Linked DNA regions of Ovis aries: region 1 is linked to region 2. Evidence: chromatin contacts called from public Hi-C data. All regions are on one chromosome and are shown on one strand. The core of a region is the stretch at or near the end of the contact, and the rest is flanking DNA. Distances in the headings are between cores, read along the strand shown.

Region 1 (7,814 bases), core at 1,899-4,398, 120 kb after region 2:
AATGAAGACCCAGCACAGCTATTAAAAAAAAGACCCTGCAGGCCCAGCTAACACGTAGCACAATTAGATAAATAAACAAATAAATACTTAAACAAAAAGGCCCAGCTGTTACCTCAGACCCTCTCACATGAGCAAAATACAGGCAACCTGGCAGACGTGTCACTTGTTTCTAACCCTCATCTACCCCCTGCCGACCCAGATGCTTTATAAATTTCACCTGTTTATAAAGCCACAACAGGGTGCAGACAACTGTGATGTCAGCCAGCGTCACACGTTCGCCCACCAGAAAAGTTCTCGTCTTCAAGTGAGCATCCAGCAGCCCCAGAATTCGCCTCACCTCCTCCTTTGCATTCTCTGTGGCCTATTGATTTAAAATGATCAGGCTCAGCAGTGGGTAGCAAGCCCTGTCCCTGCCCTTCTCCCCCAATAACAGAACCAAAATAGCTATTCCACTGAGTCCTGGCTCGCTGCAAATGTATCACAAATGAAGCTCTCAATGTTAAATTTCTTCAGGGTGCAGTCTGGCTTCATTTCAAACTGTACTAATCATAGCCATACATCTTTGAATTTTAGAAGTCACCTTAGAGGTCATCTGATCTAACTATATTCCCTTACCATCTGATACAATCTTTTTACAGCAGAAATCTCTGGTCTGTCCACTCAGACCTCCCACCTCCGCGGGGTCTGCCCAGCGCTCCCCAGCACTCCCAGCTTACATCCCAAAGATTTAACTATTTAGGTGTTCTTGGCATCGCCCTTCCTATTCCTTCGTCCCGGATGCTCAGGAAGCGGATGCCACCCCGGCCCGTGGTCTCCCCCAAGCTCCAAGGCTTACCTGCTTGTTGTGGTGCATGATGCCCAAGGTCGGGAACACCCAGGTGCTGGCTGGTGGCACTATGTCGCTATCAGCAAAGCTCACCCACTGCACCACCTGCGCCGCTGCCTCGGGAGTACTTCCCCGCAGCTCCTCGTTGCTCACTGCAGAGGCGGAACATGAAGGTCAGAACTCTGGGGTTATGCCAAGACCAGTCCAGGTGCCTGGAAATTCTTCTTTCTGTCCACTCCAGCTCCCCCACCCTCCCCTACGCCTCACCATCTCCAGACCCTCCCACTCCCACAGCCACTGCAGATTACCATAGTAGGCAATGGCATTGCTCTCGAACACACAGAATCCATCGTCACCCTCAAAGGCTGGAACCTGGTGACAGAATAGTCAAAAGTAAAATATACAGCAGTTTCTCACTAGTCAAGTCCAGGAGGCGCAACTGTTTTGAATAGAAGTTTTTATATAAGGCTGATATCCCTTGCTAACCGAACTCAACGCTATCTGAAACTCAAGAACCAAAACTACATGACTAACTTGCTACCCCCTACAATGTGAACTCACATAAGAAACCCCCCAAATTTAGATATTATTAGATATTTGTACATAATTCCTCAATCAAATAAGCAAAAGCCAAGAAACCAAGTCCTCTGCTGCTGTCTATATTATCCAGAGCATTACCACGTACTACTCCACTGGACTTGACTTAGCATGGTTATTTATCTATCTCCCTAAGCCTCTTGGGGCAAGAATTTCACTCACAGCAGGTATCTGACCTATTGACATTTGCACTGAAATCAGTCAAAATCCATTCAGTCTGCCTCAAAGCTTGTGTTTTACAGGAAATCACTGAAGAATTCTATACTATTTTTAACTACAAATAAATCACCATCATCTCAAAATAAAAGTTTTAAGTCTCTGAAGTGTAGGGGAAAAAAATAACATGAAAAGATCCCCTTTAAAGATGGAAGCCATTTTCAGAGTGATGGCTTCTCAGTTCTCCTTGGATTCTCAGGACCAAAGGCCCCTCTTCCACTTCCCTACTCACCTTGCCAGCAGGAAATTTACGGAGAAATTCGGGGGTGCGGTTGGTTTGGCCAAAATGGAAGTGGGGTGGTGCGGAGAGCACGCGGACCTGAGCCCCGCTGTACTGAGCGGCAATGAGGGCCTTGAAGGCCCTCCAGTTTTCAGGATATGTGTACAGGGTCTGTGGGGAAAAGATGGGGAATGAAACATTAATGACTAGAAGGGTCCCAGTCTTAAGTGTTTCCAAGCAATGACTTCCCTGAGTAATCCCAATCCATTTCACCTCACTCCCTCTGGTGAACCAAGTTAGTTCTTCCGTGTCTGCCGTCAAGTGTAACCAGAGTCCCCTGAAATACCGAGGACAGAACTACACACCGACTGCTAAATAAAGCTTGTTGACAGATTTGACCTTCTCTAAGGACGTCTCTAGAAGCATTCTCTTCCCCTCAAATATAGTTCCAAGAAATACAGAACTTCTAGGTCCCTCAGACTCCATCTGCCGACAAACACACAGCCCTCCCTTCCCAGAGCCCTTGTTCATTCATTCATGGTTGCCGAGTGCCTGACTACTCTACTGCTGAGCCGCTCACCCATCAGAAGTATCACGCTTGTTTCCAAGACACACACATCGACCAAGACATTTCCGAGCCCACTCCAAATAGCCACGGGAACCGAATGGCATCTTAAATCAACTCGGTCTCCCTAAAAACCCTTTCATTTCTTGTCACGCATTCCATCTCTTCGGTCCTGTCCCGCAGTGAGTTCTCCGGGTTGCCTTCTCCCCTTCTATTAACCTGGCCAGGGAGGTCCAACTGGCCTGACTTCCCTGTCCAGAGACTCTTCTCGCTCCCCAACCTCCCCACCGGACCACCCTTAACCGTGGCCAGCCGTACCTGCCCATAAAGACCTTCCTCTTCGCCCTGTCCCTCCTGTTGCCCCACAAAACGGTCGCAAAAGTTTTGCCAACCTGCCCGGATCCCACGTCTCGAGGCGGCAATGAACCCGAACTGCTTTATCAAGCTCCAGATTGCCAGAATCCGGCATCCGTTTTCTCCTCTACCCCAGACCCTTCCACCTCTTCTGCCTCCCAGAGCCCTAGCCTCAGTTCCCCTCTGGGGCCTGGAGGCCCTACTCTCGAACAGTACGATCTCCAAACCCCGGATCAGTTCCCGACTCAGCTGCAGAACCCCTCTGACGCCGGCTGAGCCTGCTCGGGCAGAGGATGGCGTCGGATAGGATGACCTGGATCGCCGGAGCCGGCAAACTTACCCCAGCCGCCATGGTGATTCCGCAGAGAAAGGGGGTGGGGCTCTCCGCGCTGCCGCAAAGTAAGCCGTCAGGGAGAGAAGGGAGGGGGGAAGGGGAGAGCCGTGGAGAAACAGCAGCCGGAAAGCGAGGACGGCATAGAAGGCTTACGCACGACAGTTCGGTATCCCGCAGCAGCTGAATGGAAAAAGAAGTGGGTGGGGCCTACTGGCCAGCGCGGAAAAAACTCGCGCCGGCGCAGTGGGGGATGGCCAATCCGAGTCCGGACGTGGAGGTAGACCGCGCGGAGACGCTGAGTCTTGCCTGGAAAGCCGCCCCTCTGCAGCTACGTGGCAGAGCTGCCAGCTCGGCATCTTGCGGGGCACCAGAGGCGTTTCCCTCCGGGTCGCCTGGCCCATGGTGATTTGGTGAAGGTCGTGCCAGACCCACAACATCGTGGTCGCGTGACGCATTGGGGTGGCAACTGCGTGGAGATGACGGGGTCCCACGCTCCTTTTGTTACAGCTTTCTAGAGGAGAGATTGTACATCTGACCCAAGCCCAGGTCTGAAACCCTCCGTAAAAGTGAGGCTTTTTCCATTAAACCACCTTGCAGCTCACAGGTGCTGTTACTAAGAGGCACTCTTCCGGGACCCGCAACAGGGGAGGGACTGAGGGAGAACACAGCCAAGTTCTGTCACCTTGGAGGGGCTGACAGTTCAAATGAGGGGTTGCCCTTTACCCATACTCAGATCTGAACATTTTTTACCCAATATGAAGAGAATGGATTTAGAACCCTGGACCCAAATTTCAAGCCCGTCACCATTCATAATCTGGGCAGTAATGTAAATGAGGAAGGAAACTTGGTTCTTTCCAGGTGCAGCTTAAGCCACCCACCCAGCACTCCATCTTTCCAGAACTCAGTACTGAGAGTGTCCAGGTGCCAATCACTTGCCCTGGGCATGAAAGGAAACAGCCTGGGAGACAGACTTATTTTAGGGTGACAAGACAAGGTACCTCTGAGGGTGCACTAAGCACTTAGTCGGGGAAGGAGTATTATCACCAGGTGGAAATAGAGGAAACTAGTGTTCATTAAACTAGCAGCTTTATTGCCTTTCAGGGTTCCCATCTTCACTTAAGTAGATTTCGAAGTGCTTGAGGGAGAAAAACCTGTAAGAAATGATGGAGATCAGGGAACAGGCCTTGAGAATCCTGGAGTGGGGTCACAGTGAGACTCTGGTCAGCCTGGGAGGCGGATGCCACGAAGGTCAGGAGTGGCTCGGCCTCTGGCCTCTGTTCAGTACTGCTCAGTCCCCGCAGCTCCCGGGTGACCTGAGCCTCAGTTGCCAGCCACTCTGCTCCCGAGCCAGCACCAGCTCCACCTCCTTCCTTGATTTGTTGCTGCAGGCGTCTCCGGGCACGCCGCCGCCCCTGCCACACACGGTGCCACAAGGCGCAGCGCCAGCTCACTGCGAGCGACACCCGCTTCTCGGCCTCAGCCTGAGACCCTTCACAGGCTGCCTCAGGTCCTCTGGGCCCCTGCTCGGCCAGCGCTGTGGTGCCTGACTGCCCCTCTTCTCTAGTGGCTAGATGCTTTCCAGTCATCAGGGGCAGCTCCCCCGGCTGCCCAGGGCTCCGCATCACCCAGTCCTGCACCGACTCTCCAACCTCTATGACCATCTCTTCCACGCCATCTTCACCGTGCTCCCCTGCACATCCCTGCTGCTCCTCTGGCTCCTCCTCACAGCTTTTTTTCTGTCCGTCTAGTTTTGCTCTTTTGCTTTTCCCTCCCTGGGGGGGCTCCCCAGGGCCACCTCCCTCTGACCGCAGTCTCTTGGTTCCCTGTTCTATATGGCACCCTAAGGCTTCCCTTAACACCTGGGCCAGCACAGCAGTGAGCTGGGTGAAGGAAGCAGGGGGTAAGGGGATAGGTGTCGCAGAGAGCATGGAGCTGGGGGAGCTGGGCTGCAGAAGGGGAAGCAGCCCCCAGTCCCGACCCCGGGAAGACCGCCGCTGGTACTGGAGGCTTCGACAGTAATTGGCTGCCGCTCGGCAACAGTTCTGTAGCCTCCCGGCCACTCGGCTGGTCACGTTGGCTGCCACATTGTGACTCAGGTCAAAGGGGTCCTGGAGATTCATGGGGCCGAGGCGCAGGCCCTCCGAGAGATTAGAGGGCAGGCCCCCTGCCACAGGTAGTGCCTGACCCTCCCGCAGGGACAGCAGGGAGCCACGAAGATCCCAACAAGAGACGCAGGAGAAGAACTGGGCCAGCAGGGAACCTGGAGGAAAGAGGAAGAGCAGGGAAGGGGGTCCCTTAGAGACCAGAACTGAGATCACCCTTGCGCCACAGCCATTCCCTGAGCTGGACTTGCCTTTTCCCTCCCAAGTGGCTCAGAGGAGTGCCAGAGCCAGGCTCCTCTGATCTCAATAAACAAGAGGTCAAACCTCTCTCCCCACAGTGACCCCCAGATACTGCCCCTTCACCCTGCTAGCAGCATAACCTTGGGCAAGCCACTTCATTACTCCAAGGCATAGTTTCTTCATCTGTAAAGTGGCAATAATGATATTAACTAACCCACAAGGGCTGCTGTGTGCCAGTAACTGTGTCATTAACACCACTTGTTAGTCCTCTCCCAGGCTCCCCAGACTCACTCAGAGGCTCCTTATTGGTGCTGGGCTCCAGTCTTGAGGCATCTCTGGGGAAACTACAGTCCCAGCCATCAACCTCTACCTGTTCGCCTATGAAAGTAAAAAAGTTGAAGGTCAGCCTGAAAGCAGGAAGATGGGTGGGGGCTTGGGGGGCGGATATGGTAGTGGCGGCAGAGATCTCATTCCCAGGAAGCTCAGTATGTCTAAGATGAAGAAGAGAGATGAAGGTTAGGAGATAGGGCGGGTGAAGGCCAGGCTGCTGTACCTGCTTTCTGGGTGAGCTGCGACACAGTGGGCAACACAGGAGGGTCCCTGGTCTGAAGGAAATAGATCACGAGCAAGGTCAGGGCGTAGTTATTGAGAAGTGGGCCACTCCCTGCATAAATAATTAATTCTGGTTAGATCAGAGGCAGTTCTGACCCTCTCCTTGGCAGTTTTCACAACCCCGCTTCCTTCTCTCCCCGAATCCCTGCCTCTGCCCCGACACCAACGCAGCCCCCAGTCTGTCCTGATTCATTCTCACCTGACAGCCCTCGACCCTGAGCCCAGCAGCGCAGAGTATACACAAGGGGCCGTACTCGCCCATCCAGCTCAGAGCAGAGACTCAGGAAGCGGGAGTTGTGCAGGGCCAGCCTAAGACAGAGGGGAGACAGGGTGTCAGGGCTCAGGAGCTTGTCACCCCCCAGCTCTCACTCCAGACTTTCGTAATGGCGGTCAGCTGAAGAAGGCCAAAAGAGGGTTTCCCGGGGTGTTTCTCTGACATGGTCTGGAGAGAGTGTGTACAAAGGAACATCAAATGGGACGTCCCTAGTGGTGCCGTGGGTAAGAATCCGCCTGCCAATGCAGGGGACATGGGTTTAATCCCTGGTCTGGGAAGATTCCACATGCCTCGGAGCAACAAAGCCCCTGTGTCACAGCTACTGAAGCCCTCGTGCCCAGAGCCTGTGCACAGCAACAAGAGAACCCCACAAACCACAACGAAGAGTAGCTCCCGCTCACCCCAACTTGAGAAGCCCCTGCAAGCAATGAACACCCAGTGCAGCTGAAAATAAATAACAATTTTAAAAAAAAGTGAATGTTGCTTCTTAAAAAAACACAAAAAACACATCAAATGTGTTTGGGAATCACTATATCCTATAAATGTCTTGGAGAGTCACAGAGCATGTTATTAATAAGACTGATGAGAACACTTACTATGCAAAGAAACAAAGACGGGAAGGGAGAGGGAAGGAGGAAAGAGCAAGTAGGAGAGGAGGGAAGGGAGAAATTGGCCTGTCTTAATTTAGCATTTCCCAAACTTACTCAACCATGGAACTCTTTCCTAAATCCTTAAAATCAGTATCCCAGGAAACATACTTTCCAAACATTGAAATGAAAGCCAGACATGAGATAAGTGTCAGAAAGAGAGACAGGACTAAGTAAGGACAACCTCAAGCCTCAGCTGGTGCAGGGTGCCTCCCTCCCCCTCCCTAGAGTACCAGCTGGCCTTCCCCCACCACCTCAAAGGTACCGGTTACTGAGGGAGATGTCACCATGGAGACCTGAAGGCCGATGGCAGAACCTGACCACAGGGCGCCGGGCAGAGGGCACGGTCTGGACTCGGTACACTCCAGGAACACAGCCCCGAAGGATGGATCCCACCAGCTCCAGCATGGCCCCCCCTTCTGCTTTCTCCCCCTTCAGGGCCTCTGCCAGTTCCACCGCCTTCCCCAGGTCCCCCTCTCCCTGGTCCTCCTGCAGCGGCGAGGCTGGAGGCAGGGACTGGGGAGAGGCGAGGGTCTCAGAGGCCAAAGCAGAGTCTGGAGTCCGAGGTGCCAGTGAGGAGGAAGGGGCTTCAAAGTCCAGGGCTTCCGAGTCTTGAGGAGAAGCTGGAGGTTGTGAGTCTGGAGGGGAGGCTGGGGTGCAGGCCAGGCCTTGAGGATCCAGTGGGGATGCCAGAGCTGAGTCCAAGGAGGGAGATTCTGGAGCCTTTGGGGCTGGCTGTGGATGGAAATGGGCTAGGTAACTGTCTCTCCTGCTGCCCCCTAACAGTCCATCTCTAAGATATATCTATTACAATTTATTATGGGCTG
Region 2 (7,459 bases), core at 2,856-5,355:
AGACGCTCTGGACCGCGTGACTCTGGAGGCTTGAAGTCCAGCCACTTCCTTGGAGCAGAGCCCGCTGGAGTATCAGGAAACCCAAGTCTTAGTCCTATCACTGCCACTGGTACGGGGCCTTGGGCCTCAGTTTCTCCTGGGGTGATAGGATCAGGTGGACTATGCTGTCTGTCCATCTGCACTGCCCAGCGCTCAGGTCCGAAGGGAGTAGCAAAGGCGGCCAGCTCTCCAAACCCTCTGACTCAGGCACTCTCACTGCCTCCACATTGGACTCTGGGTTCCCCTCGCCCAAGTGGCCCATTGTGTGAGCTCTGTTTCACTGGGGACAGAAACTGGGTTGAGAAATGAGAATGTTTACTTTTTCCACCGAGTGGATGCCCAAGTAAACAATGTGATCCCGTAAGTGGATCCCATGCCCTGCCCTCCTCACTGCAGGAGAGTATAAGAAGGTATCCCAGTGGGCACATCACCCATGAGACCACCAGATCCAGAGACAGGGCCAGAGCCTCCCCCACCAGCCTCCTGCCACCATGAAGCTCACCATTGCCTTCGCCCTGGTCACCCTGACTCTCTTCTGCAGACCTGGTAAGTATCCCATCCCAAGCCAGCCTCAGCAACTCTCCCAGCGCTGCCCAGGAAAGGGGGCAGCTGTCCACGTCCTCTGCGCGGCTGCTGGGAGAGCCTGGGAATACTGACTTCCAGCCAGGAAGCCGGGTCTGGCAAACAAGCCCATCTTAGGAATTTACGCAGAGCCCTGAGGCTGTGATGAAACTTGTAAAGGACCCCATCTTCCATATCCAACAACCTCAGAAGTGCAGAGATGGAGAAGATCCCACCTAGACGCAGTGACCAGCAGAACAGGAGTAACTAACAAGCTCCCCAAAGCCCAGGCCTGGACAGACCCCGAGACGCCGAGAGACCTCCAGGTTTGGGGTCAGCACATCACCCTGGCAGCCAAAGGGGCTGGAAGGAGCCTTATGGCTTCTTCAGGCAAGGTCTCCCATTCTGGGCAGAGAGGAATATTCTAGATAGGGTTCTTCCCTTTGGGAAACTGCCAACTCAGAATGGAGATTTCTAAACATTTTTTTGTCCTCTGCAAAAAGGATTAGGAGTCTCTGAAGAGTTGCAGCTGTTATGAAGAGGAGAGTGACGGGGCAGGGGATGTGAATCCCATCTTCCTCGAAGCCCCTGATCTTTTGGGAACTGGGTTACTTAGCTGCTTTTTACTCCCTACCAGTCTCTTCTATTCCTTCTACAATAACAACCAAAAAATGTAAACAAATTCCAACTCCCTCACTTTCAAAGTTCCCTAAGAAAAATAGAGAGAAGTTTTATGACCTTGGGGAGTGGCGGGGGAGTTAGAAAACAGAGAGCAAGAGGCGGCAGGAGCAACCATGGTGCAGAGATGCCTGTTTTAAAGGGGAAGTAACATCATTTGGACTGAAATGTATGTTAATTAGAAGATAGTGCCAGGTACAACCCAGCAAGACAGGGTGAAATACGTAGGTGGTGGGTCTGGGATGTGTTTGTATGTCTGTGTGTGTGCACATATAATAATCCCTGTGCTGAATCCCATTCACATATTATCTCTTTTCATTCTTACAACAACTCTATGAAGTGGGGACATTATCCCCCATTTTTCAGATGAAAAAACTGAGCTACAGAAAGATAAAGTAACTTGCCTGATGACATAGTAAGTTGCAAAGCAGGGATCTAAGTTCTGGAGAGGGTCTGACTTGGAGTGACCCATTTGGGTGGAACCCCGGAGTTCAGGAAAGGGAGTTTGCACACAAGGTGGTGAAGTCAAGGACAGGGATTTAAGACTCAATGGGAAGACAGGGCAAACAGGGAGTGGGGCATGGTGATTCTCCCCATGATCCCGGGAGTGTTGTTGTTTAGACGCTAAGTCCTATCTGACTCTTTGCAACCCCATAGACTGTAGCCCCTGGGCTCCTCTGTCCAGGGGATTTCCCAAGCAAGAATACTAGAGTGGATTGCCATTTCCTTCTCCAGGGGATCTTCCAGACCCAAGGATCAAACCTGCAATTTCCTGCATTGCAGGCAGATTCTTCACCACTAAGCCACCTGGGAAGCCCCATGATCCTGGGGGCAGGGACCTAAAAAGAGAGCACGAGGGGGCGCCCTCAGATGAAGGGAACACGGGAGGGGGGCTGGGGATGGGGCAGAGGCGTGTCTGCGGGTGGAGGAGCCCACAGGCCTGGCGCCCACGGCAGATGTCCCTTCTGAGCCAGGCTCGGGGGCTCGTGCTTGGCGGGTACGAGTGCCTCTTCCTGCCAGAGCCTAACTTTGTCACGTGGACTCCGACCATCACTAACCATCAGTAAGAGGTATGTTTCCGGTGGGAGCCTAAACCCTTTGCGGCCTCTCCCCAGCCCCCACACACCACACCAAAAAAAAAAAAAAAAAAAAAGTCAGATCAGCAGCTTCTATTCTCAGAGCTCCGCCTGGAAAGAGCTGGTAGCACCTTGTCCGTTGCAACCCAGGAAGCACAAGGAAGGCTCAGGCAAGCTACAAAAAGCTGGCCACAACCCAGAAAGCATCCACTTGGCGCCAAAGAGCCAATTGCTTGGAGCATCACCCTCCAGGGTGGGGGTGAGAGGGCCCCTAGCTCTTGTGGACAGGCTCAGCTGTGTGCATCTGGGCCAGGTCCCAGCAGGGAGCTGGCCAGTCTAGACACGGGCCCAGATACAGGGGATCCCTCCTCTCTGTTCTCCAGCATCCACAGAGGTGTGCCCCAGCCTTCTGTATGCCTTGGGAAACCTCCTCATAGGCACGCCTTCCAGCTACGAGGCTGCCCTGGAACCTTTCAGCCCTGACGAAGACATGAAAGAAGCAACAAGACAGCTGAAGGAACTGATAGACACCCTCTCCCCGAAGGCCAAGGACAGCGTGTTACAGCTCATGGTACACGGCTCCCTCCACACCCGCTGCCCGCGTCCTGGGCTGCAGTGTCACCCACTTCGGGGCATGCGTGCATGCTCAGTCCATCAGTCGTGTCCAGCCCTGCAACTCCATGGACTGTAGCCCGCCAGGCTCCTCTGCCCACACAATTTTCCAAGCAAGCATACTGGTGCTGTGCTAGTCGCTCAGTCACGTCCACCTCTTTGTGACCCCATGGGCTGTAACCCACCAGCCTCCTCTGTCCATGGGGATTCTCCAGGCAAGAATACTGGAGTGGGTTGCCATGCCCTCCTCCAGGGGATCTTCCCAACCCAGGGATCGAACCCAGGTCTCCCGCATTGAAGGCAGATTCTTTACCATCTGAGCCACCAGGGAAGCCCCAAGAATACTGGAGTGGGTAGCCTATTCCTTCTCCAGGGGATCTTCCAAACCCAGGGATCAAACCCACATCTCTTCCATCTCCTGCATTGGCAGGCAGATTCTTTACCACTACGTCACCTGAGAAGTCCCTACTTTGGGGACACTTTTCTAATCCAGAGAGAAGAGTCACAGTGTAAATGTCCCTGGGGAAGCAGGCACAGTCATCTTATCTTTTTTAAAGAAGCTCCTGAGGTACCGTCCTGGCAGCCCAGTGGTTAAGACTCCCAGCTTCCACTGCAAGGGGCATGGGTTCAATCCCTAGTCAGGGTGGCAAAAAAAAAAAAAATTTTTAATTAAAAAAATTAAAACTAGAGAAGCTTCTGAGAAATAATCCAAGCTTAGCTCCTTCCACAAATACTGAATCTCTTAGGTGACATTAAAGTTTCTGGGTCTGGCTTTGACATTTTCATTCACTATTGTATTGGGGATTTTGTCTGTTTGTTTTAGGGGAAAATAGTACAAAGCCCAGAGTGTGCTTAGGATTTAGAAGCTGAAGATCTCCACCTGCCGAGGCCCCTGCCACTCCCCGGATGCTCCTTTCACTCCGTCCCCACCAGCCCCACCTGATTCCTGCAATAAAGTACAAGCAAGCATCTCATCTGTGTCCCCGCCTTTTTTATTCACCTGCTAGAATGAAAGGTGTGCCGCTGCTGGGGTAAGATTAGAGCAAAAAGAAAGGCAGTGGCCGTGGAAACACATCCCCAAGGGTCCAGGCCTCGTCTCACTTCCAGTCCACAGATGGGCAGACCAGCTTCTAGCACATACTCCCTTCCACGGGCAGAGAGCCAGCCTGGAAACATTCCCAGGGCCTTGCTCAAACCTGACCTACAGGGAACAGTGGGGGCAGGGGGGGTGTCGGCAGGGGGAATGTTAGACATGTTGGCAGCTGACCTCAGGCTGACCTTCCAACCCCCATCCATTTAGTAATGAAATTCAGCGTTCTGTTTCTTCCAAGCCCTTTGGGATCCCTCTCTCGGTTTGAAAAAGAAATATTTAAGGTGATTATGCTACCCAGACATAACTGCAAACAATGATGGCGTTTTCCAGAGAGTTCCATCTCCCAAAGATAAATGGGGGATCTCTGAAGCATTTTGACAGAGTAGTGCGGTGCTCTGAGGGGCTGGCTGGCCCTGTGACAGTCTGCAATCACTTCCAGCGCAGATGGTCTCTTCCCACCTATGGAAGGATCCGATTCCTGTAAGAAACTTAGAAAACAAAGGCTGGAGGGAGGAGCAGGTTCAATCCCTTGATTAGGGATGCAGGGTCCTTGAGGGGGACTTTGAGGACAGACAGGGTCTGGGGGGCATCCCCAGAGAGGGTCGGTTAAGTGTTTCGCTTACTTCACATTTGCCGCATGGAATTATTCTCAAACTATTTTTTCAAGCAAAACCCCTCCTCTTGTGCATTTTCTACATCCTTTATCAGCCATCCTGATGAGGACATCCTATTTCCAGGCTGAAGGTGCAGGGGGTTATGGGTCAAGCCGTCCATTCACATCACTCTCTGTCCCCAAGAGGCTAGTGGAGAGTGGGTGGGAGGGGGTCAGGCTGGTCAGCACCTGGTGACTGCTGCCCACGGGCGATGGTGCTCTTATTTGACCCCAAAGCCCTTCTCTGACTTGCCCCTGCCCGCCCCACCCCCCGCCATCCCTTGAGTCACATCCAGCCAACTTTCACTCAAAAAGTGAATCAGCCACCCCCTTCCTTCTTGCATGAAATCAGTCCCCAGGTATTTACTGGCACTTGCCACATGTTCATGGTGGCGCTCGGGGCTCTGAGGAAGCCAGGAGCAGATTTCACAACCCAGCAAATATGCATGAAGCGATTTCTCAGTGTACAACCGCACTGAGGCCCAAGTAGAGCAGAGTGAAGATGACGGCGGCCTCTGGTCTCAGGGAGCTAGTGACCTGGTGGGGAAGATCGCCAGCCCCCCCAAAATCAACAAAGAAGCAGACAGACAGATAGGTAAACCCGTGCTAAAAGCATGAAAGAAATAAAGGGAGGAGGCTCCCCTGGTGGCTCAGTGGTAAAGAATCTGCCTGTCAATGCAGGAGACACGGGTTCAACCCCTGATCCCGAAAGATCCCACATGCTGCAAGGTAACTAAGCCCATGCACCCCAACTGTTGAACGCGCGCTCTAGAGCCCAGGAGCCACAACTACCGAGCCCATGTGCCCTAGAGCCTGCACTCTGTAACAAGAGGAGCCACCGCAAGGAGAAACCCAAGCTCCACGGCTAGAGGCAAACCCTCGCAGCAACGAAGATCTAGGGCAGACAAAAATAAATACATAGGTAAAATTCGTTTGGAAAAAAGGAAAAAGGGGAGTGATGTAAGCAAGAGGAGCTTGGACATGGGATTTCCTGGTGGTCCAGTGGTTAAGAATCTGTCTTACAAAGCAGGGGATGCAGGGTCCATCCCTGGTCAGAGAACCAAGATCTGAAAGGCTGCAGAGCAACTAAGATCTGAGGCAGCCAAATAAATATTAAAAAAAAAAAAAAAAGAGTAGCGTGGACAGGCCAGCCCAGGAATCCCCTGGCTCAAGGTCTGAGCAGAGACAGGAGGGACTGGAGGAGATGGGGGAGGCAGCCAGAGGCAGAGGGGAAACAGGAGGACGATCAGGCAGGGGCACGGAGGGGACCGTGGGAAGGCTGCCCAGGCTCCTTCCCTCACCCTTGCCCTCCCTGAGGCACCCTGGAGCCCTGCCCTTGGGCCCCAGGAGAAAATGTAGAACCTTCTGAAGAACCTTAGCTCTAGGTATCTTTCACCTACCAGCAAACAGGCCAGACCTCCTCCCCTTATGTCCTACCATCCACCCAACCTCTCAGTCTCCTCTTGTCCAAGAGAAATCTGATTCCCCCTTCCCTCCTCTCTTTCCAGCCTCTGTAAATTCCATCTTTAGCCTCCCAGCTGCTCTGGCCTGAAGCCAAGGGGCAGCCTCGACCCGTCCCTCTCCAGCACTGTCATGCCCAGCCAAGCAAGTCAGCCGCAAACACCTCTGAGAAACACCTGCCTGCCCACAGAGCCACCCTGGGCCCCACCCGCCCCCTCACCTGCACAACCTGGGGGAGGAGGGCTCCTAACTGCCTCCCAGCTCACACTCAAGTGCCCTGCAGTCTGCTCTCTACAGTAAGGACAGATCCAGTTATCAAATGAAAACCCCCTTTCACGGCCGCTCCCCCACTCCAATCAAGTCCAGCTCTTGGAAGCTTCCCCACACTCTTCTCATCAACTGCAAATCCAGAATGCACCCATCACGGGTTCTCATCTCCCATCCTTCCCACTGCTCACTCCCTGTCTGCAGTCCACCCTGCTGGCCTGCAGTTCTTTTTGTTTTTTGAAGAACCAAGCCACCAAGCCTGTTCCTACCTCAGGGCCTTTGCACAGGCCACACAGCATTAACTGCTGGAAACTGTTGACAGTTGCTGTAAAAATTCACCCTAAGGACTTCCCTGGTGGTTCAGTGGCTAAAACTCTGAGCTCCCAGTGCAGGTGGCCTGGGTTCCATCCTTGGTTAGGGAACTATCTAGACCCCCACATGCCACATCTAAAAGTTTGCATGCCACAGATAAAAGAGTCCACACGCCATAGCAAGGACCAAAGATCCCACGTGCCACCACTAAGACCTGCACAGCCAAATAAATATATTTATTAAAATAAATAAATATTTATTTATTAAAAAAAAAAGAAGACTTGATGCCTCCAATGAGGGGGACACCGGTTCCATTCCTGGTCGGGAAACTAAGATCCCACATGCCCTCTGGTGAGCCCCCCCCCCAAAAGAAGAAAAAAAAATCGCCCTAGAGCAAAATAGGCAAAGACTAGAACTCATCCGAAACGTGGGTCTCATGTGGATATAAACACCCTCCAAACACCCCCTTGTCCCGGGGCAATCGGTCCCTGACCCGGCCACAGCATCCCCAGATATTGAATGAAAGGGGAGGACGCGCACAGGGAAAGCGGGAATGGAGAGGGCATCCGCAGAGGTCACAGAACCAGAGGGTTGCAGAGAGAAACCTCTTCGGTTCAGATTTTTCCAAGAAGCTACGTGGTCCCTCGGGGACGCGCCTTCAGCAGCCGGCGCCACCACGGCCACTAGGGGGCAGTGTTCACCAAGGTG

The links. A called contact is a pair of places that touch in the nucleus more often than the background predicts.
Region 1: a contact with region 2 is called in a Hi-C map of liver, with 2.9 times the contacts expected there. The contact joins the promoter of EEF1G here to the enhancer-like site in region 2. A contact is called at or near these places in 11 of 16 Hi-C or Micro-C datasets (blood, hypothalamus, liver and 5 more).

The regions. Positions count from the first base shown.
Region 1 is chr21:37,459,739-37,467,552 of ARS-UI_Ramb_v3.0, forward strand. EEF1G (eukaryotic translation elongation factor 1 gamma) reads right to left here and starts at 3,149. Exons shown (of 10, transcript XM_027959367.3): 1 at 3,119-3,149; 2 at 1,872-2,030; 3 at 1,135-1,198; 4 at 836-978; 5 at 218-361. The coding sequence starts at 3,130. It overlaps TUT1 (terminal uridylyl transferase 1, U6 snRNA-specific), which reads right to left. Exons shown (of 10, transcript XM_042237903.1): 6 at 7,253-7,722; 7 at 6,266-6,375; 8 at 6,008-6,118; 9 at 5,746-5,832; 10 at 4,182-5,372. The coding sequence ends at 4,225.
Region 2 is chr21:37,335,361-37,342,819 of ARS-UI_Ramb_v3.0, forward strand. The region is part of intron 5 of AHNAK (AHNAK nucleoprotein); the gene reads right to left. It overlaps SCGB1A1 (secretoglobin family 1A member 1), which reads left to right and starts at 531. Exons shown (of 3, transcript NM_001178105.1): 1 at 531-585; 2 at 2,738-2,925; 3 at 3,790-3,822. The coding sequence starts at 531. The coding sequence ends at 3,822. Within about 2 kb of position 4,106, at least 5 of the 54 cell types and tissues checked have an H3K27ac peak or open chromatin away from gene starts, as enhancers often do. A contact at or near this core is called in liver, where this site is marked.